Linked DNA regions of Zea mays: region 1 is linked to region 2. The links are chromatin contacts, called in public Hi-C maps. All regions are on one chromosome and are shown on one strand. The core of a region is the stretch at or near the end of the contact, and the rest is flanking DNA. Distances in the headings are between cores, read along the strand shown. Region 1 holds the start of LOC100193322. Region 2 holds the start of LOC100383567.

Region 1 (3,188 bases), core at 347-2,846, 280 kb before region 2:
ATTGCATAGTGTGATGGGAAGTGTTGCTGGGACGGGCGAGGATTCATGTAATCCTCCTCAAAAGACTCATGCGCGGACTGTCCGGATACGTACCCGGACCGTCCGTGGTTATATGCGGACCGTCCGTCGTTGTATGCGGACCGTCCGACTGGGTAGTTTGGGTTCTGTGCCATGTGTGGTGGCTCGGGCGCCTATCTAGGTAACTCATTAAAAATAGGCCCGACTGTTGCTGGCCCGGACGGTACGCGCTCACGTGCGGATGGTCCGGGCATGTGCAGATCGGCTGATTTACTGCCGATTTGCGGTTACTCAGGGTATGTGTCCATCGGCATCCCATACAGGGGTTGTGACTGGTCGTGACAACCTGTAGCCGATGTGTTACGCGTGTTACCTCCTAACTCAACCTCGTGCGAAGGAAAATTTGTGATACTAGATTTATCAAATGCACGCACTAGTTTCTTAAGATCGCTTTGCATACCCCCTATGATGTTCTGCATTTGCTCACGCTGATCTTCTACATAATTTCTAAGAGATTGCAGATCGTTGGTATTACTTACATTGGGGATATCTGGCGTGGGTTGGAGCGAAGCCGGATCCGTCGCCCGATGTCGGACGACCTTGTTGTTCCTGTCCACTTTGAAGTTGGCCAAGAACTTTGCTTTCGCCTCCTGGATCATCCGCTCCTTGTGCTCCTCGAACTGGAGCTGCTCGTCAGCCGGCAAGGTTTCCCAAGTCGGCTCTATGATGTTGCTTGGAGAAATATCAGAGCTCCCCCTTGAACCGGCCATTGAGGGCCGATTTGATGAGCTTAGATATGTCTTCCCCAGCGGAGTCGCCAAAAGTATGTTGACGCCTTTTCGGAGCGCCAAACACTCAACAAGAACCGTGGCGGTGCCCTCTGCACAGGGGCGGACGGTCCGCGCGCAGGGGCCGGACGGTCCGCGGCCTGGTGCGAGGCGCGGTGGTGCTCTCTGCGCAAGGGCGGACTGTCCGCGGCCTGGTGCGCTGCTGGGACTTCTGCCTGACGGCCGGACGGTCCGCGCCCTAGGGCCGGACGGTCCGCACGTACGCAGGGACGGCAGAAGATCGCCGACGGCGCCTGGATCTCGCTCCCGGGAGGGACCCCGTCGGGGAGTAGAGATCCTAGGTGGTGTCTAGGCTCGGGCAGGCCGACCTAGACTCCTCTAATCGACGTAGAGTCGAGGAGAGGCGGAGAATTTGGGGATCGAGTGGCTAAACCTAAACTAGACTAGAACTACTCCTAGGATAAAATGCGAGTAAAAGTTGTATTGATTCGATTGTTGATGATTACAAATCGGCCGTAGACCTCTCTATTTATAGAGGAGGGGGGCTGGACCCTTTACACAACTGATTCCGAGCTAATCCCGCGAATATAGCTAACAACCGTAGCACAAAACTCGGAACCCTAATCTGTTCTGCGCACGCGCGGACCGTCCGGCCCATAGACGCGGACCGTCCGGACCGCGGACCGTCCGGCCTCAGGGCCGGACAGTCCGCCGGCTCAAAACCGGTTCGAACACTTACCTTCAGGTTAACTTTTCAAGCCAGGCCCAAGGGTAAAGCTGGTGGGCCGACGATTGGAACCCACACCCAACTCCCAAGTTGCTTGCTTGATTTCGCCGAGCAGACAAAGATCGGGTCGAGTCCTACGCCGACGCCGGCGACGAACAAGGATGGTGAAGGCGGTGCTCGGCGACGAGGAGCACCTCAAGGCCTTTGAGGAAACGCTCGCCTCGCCCTCCTCTCCTCCATGTCAAGCCCAGGTTGGCCACTCGCTTCCCTCCATCGCGTTGCGCCTCCCTCCCTCTCATCGATCCATACCATCCTCTATCCCCCCCATCCGCATCTACTGACCTGGTTTCATCTGTTAAATTCCTAGGTGGGCCTCGTCGTCGGCAAGCTCAGCTCTTCCTCCGACCGTGCCCTCGTCTACGCGTTGCTCCCCACGCCGCTCACCGACGCCGCCGCCCCCGCATGCTCTCTCCGCGCCGCCCCCAAGTCCAAGCCTTCCAAGGGCGGCGGCAAAGCTCCTTCCTCCTCGGACGCCTCTCTCGACTTCGATGTCGAATGGATCTCCGAGCACGCGCGGCAGGTACCATAGACTCCCTCCCACGCCACACTCACACCATCAATTCCTTTTCTTCTGCAATTTCTTTCAATCTGTTGCATATTACTAGTACATACATGCTTTTAGGTGTCTAGGATGCTGCTCGGTGGTATGAGTGTCATGGGTGCTTACGTATGGGCTTCCGAGGCATCATTCAAGGCCACATCCCCTGCTGTCCTGTCGCAGGTATCAGCTTCTTCGTTTCATTGCTTCCCCCCTTTTATGCTAATGCTACGGTTCAACCTATCAACTCTTCCTTCAGCTACCAGACTCCGCTTGCTCATACCATGCTTCCAAGGGATCGGGTGTGAATTATTTACCCGTGCCATGCCATCTTTCAGGTCATTCGAGCGATTTGCCAAGCTTGCTATGGCAGTGCATCCGGTGTGAGGCTGCTCGTCCACATTTCTTACAGTCCTCGAAGGTGCTGTCTTATCTTCCTACTTGTTAGCTTTGGCGCTCTTCTTCTCAAGATATGTTTGTTTGTCCACTACTCATCTGCAATTCTGCATACCAGTTTACAAATACTTGATTAACTTGGCTTTTGATGCTTACTCCTGCCATAAACGAGTGATTCCATGTATCTATACTGTTGTCCTTTTGGATGTCAACAGGAAGTATCCCCCCTCGTAAATCTAGTTTCTTCAGTCCCATTTCATTCTTGTGTGGAGTTATCAGGTAATGTTAATGGGATGCGATTTAATTATGAAATGTATATTTTCATGTGTTACAGATGGGCCTGCCGTATATGCGAGGTTGCATCAGGAAGTCTGCGTCCGTGCGATTTTAAGTACAGCAAACTATTAGCTTCTCTTCAAACTTTCAGATGCACATATAATTTTGAGATAAGGTATTAAATTTAACATTTCCTGTATCTTTATGATACAGACAGACAATACCAGTTTATCTGGTTTGAGTCTCTAATTACCACATTTATTGGCATAGGTTGACATCTGTTCAAGCTGAGCCGTTTAAGAAAATTATTTTGAAGGCAATCAGTCATCTCACAGAGGAAGTGCAGAATGCCAGAGCTTTGGTAGATGGGCAACTGGTAAGTTGG
Region 2 (3,128 bases), core at 614-3,113:
TTGGCTGTGTGCAGCCGAAGTCCAGCTCAGTCTGGCACACCGCCACACCGGACTGTCCGGTGGTGCACCGGACAGTGTCCGGTGCGCCAGGCTGGACTCCGGTGAAAAGGCCGCTCTCGGGAAATGTTCTGCGGCGTACGGCTATAATTCACCGGACTGTTCGGTGAGCCAACGGTCGGCCGCGCAATCCGCGAGCGACGCGTGGCCCGCGCCAAAGGTCGGCAGGGGGCACCGGACAGTGTCCGGTGCGCCAACTGCCCCAGAGCTGCAACAGTCGTCTGCGCCAGAAAAGGAAGGAGATCAGCATCGGACCGTCTACAGTGACTGTCCGGTGGCGCACCGGACTGTCCGGTGCGCCACTCGACAGAAGGCAAGGATGGCCTTCCTTGTTGGCCTCCAACGGCTCCTAGCTGCCTTGGGGCTATAAAAGGGACCCCTAGGCGCATGGAGGAGTCATCTAAGCTTACAAGAAACATTCTAAGACTCCAAGACTCCAACTTCACCCATTCAATTCTTTGAGATAGTGACTTGAGCTCGATTTGAGTTGTGAACTCCGTGCGTTGTGTTTTGAGCTCAAGTTGTGACTTGTGTGCGTGATTGTGCTGTAGATTTGAGTCTTGTGTGTGTTGCTCTCCCCTCCCTTACTTCTGTGCTTCTTTTGTGATCATCGTTGTAAGGGCGAGATGCTCCAAGTGTGGAGATTCCCCGCAAACGGGAGAAAGACTAAGAAAGGAAAAACCGTGGTATTCAAGTTGATCATCGGATCACTTGAAAGGGGTTGAGTGCAACCCTAGTCCATTGGGACACCACAACGTGGAAGTAGGCAAGTGTTACTTGGCCGAACCACAGGATAAAAATCATGTGTCTCTCGTGTGCTTTCTCTTTGATTGTCTGTGTTCACAAGAGCTCGTTTCAAGCTACTTAGCCGTTCTAACGTTAATAACTAAGTTTTGTGGCTATTAGTGTTGAATTTCACAGGATCACCTATTCACCCTCCTCTAGGTGCTCTCACAAACTCAAACAGGACAAATGCAAACCTTCAACCAGCCAGTAGACAACAACATTCATGACCCCACATAAACAAACATCCCAACGAGGCACCAAGTGTTTTTCCCTCACCAAATCGACCCAATCACCCAATCTAACATCCCAGAAACTGAGCCTCCAACAGAATTTAACACAAATGAACTTACAACTTAGTTCCCCGGCTAAACAATTAAGGAATTCACAGTTACAACATTTGATGAGATCTGATGCACCACCCGCTTTACTCTGTTCGTCCGCCCCGATCCAGTGAAGTCTCGGCATTTCACACCACACAAATGCAAACTAAAACTGATTAGTCCCATCACAACCAGAAAACCTCATATGCATTACACTCTTTAGAAACTCAAATTCCGCAATTTGTGCGACCCCTAAACCCACAGGGAAGGGGTTACGATTACGCACACGAAACCCTGGGCTGGTTCAAGTCGCACATCTCACATCGATCCGCCACGGCCAAGCACACGCACCGCCATCTAACGAACCCACGGCGTGCGGAGCCGAAGTCGAAACCTAGCCCGAAACCCCGAGCAACGAATCCCCAAACTGTCGGGACCATAACACCAATGAGCAGAAACGTAGAGACGGGGAAGGGAGGGGACGGGCAGGCGTCGTCACCTCGAGCACGCGGACTGCGGTGACCTCGTCGGCGCCGGTGATGCTGACGAAGGTGTCGATCGCCTCCTGCGGCGGCCGAGCCATGGCTGGGGACGCACCGGTACCGGCAGCAGCCTAGGTTGACGCCCGCGGCGATGCAACGGCGAGGCGGTTGGAGTCCTGTGCGGAGAGCCGGAGAGGAGTCGCGAAGCAGCGGAGCCGTGTGCGGTAATTCAAGTGGTGGCGATGTGGTGCTTGCTTATTGCTCTCCTCCTCCCCTCTCGCGGGCCGTGGGCCATCACCGGTGGGCCGCGCGAGAACGACAGACGCCGGAAATGACACAGGTGCCCTCGCCGCCTCGCGAACGCTGGCGTGCTGCCACGCTGGTCGCTGGATCAGATAGGCGTCAGGCCTAGAGGGCATGGGCGTAAAATGCCTTGACAGCCGATTTTCTATCTTCTTGCGAGACAAGGATGCCGCGGCAGGAGAAGAGGAGCAAGGAAAAGGCGTTGGTCCTTGTTCACCAAGGGATGGAGGACGCTTCGATGGGGCTGAAAGCATATGTAGCCACAACTACAACTGACTTGGTATATATGCCTTGCTGCAGGTAGGTGAATTCACGAACACATACACATCTTTTCGGCCGCACGGAGAAATGCGGCAACGGCACGGGAGAAGAGATGTCTAATTTGGATGTTTGTTTATGTTATCTTCGAAACCAAGAGGATTAGGCCAAATACACCTCAATTCAGAGCTTCAAACAAACCGTCAGCATAGTGTCATCATATGCAATTGAACTTTACCGATCTTTCGGCTGAAATCGTCAGTGCGTGGACACTCGCAAAATCTGAATACTTTAGATTGGCCGTCTAAAATTATCAAGGTGGTGCTATAGAGTTTGGTGAGATGAATACATCAATTATGCCGAAATCAACAGTTATAAGCTCGTGCTACAATTCTGGAACATTTGTATTTCATGGAACCAGGGAGAATCCGGGCAAAAGAAGCGCAGGATGGTCAAGTGGAACATTTGGTCGTACATTTCCACAAACACACGAACACTAGTGGAGCATATAGTTCGCGGAATTCAGGTATCGCACTTCCATCTGGACGTTGGTACGCAGTTCAGGTAATGGCACCAGTGGCAGCTGTCGTTCCCATTCTTACCTTTGAAGAGCATGACCAAGATAATGGCAAACCTGCATCGTAAAGCCACATTTGTCAATGCTCCAAGTTTACGAGAAGAATCACATCGCTCATACAAAGTGGCCACATTTGTCAAGGCTCCAAGTTTTGATTATTAGTGAAAAGGACCGTGATTAAAAAACTCGGCCGGAGAGAAAAAGACCGCCCTCCCGGTATTATATTAAGAAAATACCAAAACATGATCCCAGCCGAGAAAATTCTCGAACCCTGCCCCCATCATTAGCGGTCGTCACCGCCCACTCTGCAACGGCCCAGCCGGAGGGTGGCACGCATGACATAAC

Evidence for each region. A called contact is a pair of places that touch in the nucleus more often than the background predicts.
Region 1: a contact with region 2 is called in a Hi-C map of ear, with 2.7 times the contacts expected there. The contact joins the promoter of LOC100193322 here to the promoter of LOC100383567 in region 2. A contact is called at or near these places in 2 of 25 Hi-C or Micro-C datasets (ear and tassel).

What each region holds. Positions count from the first base shown.
Region 1 is chr4:201,460,557-201,463,744 of Zm-B73-REFERENCE-NAM-5.0, reverse strand. It overlaps LOC100193322, which reads left to right and starts at 1,596. Exons shown (of 11, transcript NM_001138459.1): 1 at 1,596-1,784; 2 at 1,901-2,113; 3 at 2,216-2,314; 4 at 2,470-2,552; 5 at 2,862-2,978; 6 at 3,074-3,179. The coding sequence starts at 1,695.
Region 2 is chr4:201,182,680-201,185,807 of Zm-B73-REFERENCE-NAM-5.0, reverse strand. LOC100383567 reads right to left here and starts at 1,863. Exons shown (of 11, transcript NM_001176215.1): 1 at 1,663-1,863. The coding sequence starts at 1,746. LOC103654434 (RHOMBOID-like protein 3) reads right to left here. Exons shown (of 5, transcript XM_008681266.3): 5 at 2,473-2,840. The coding sequence ends at 2,729.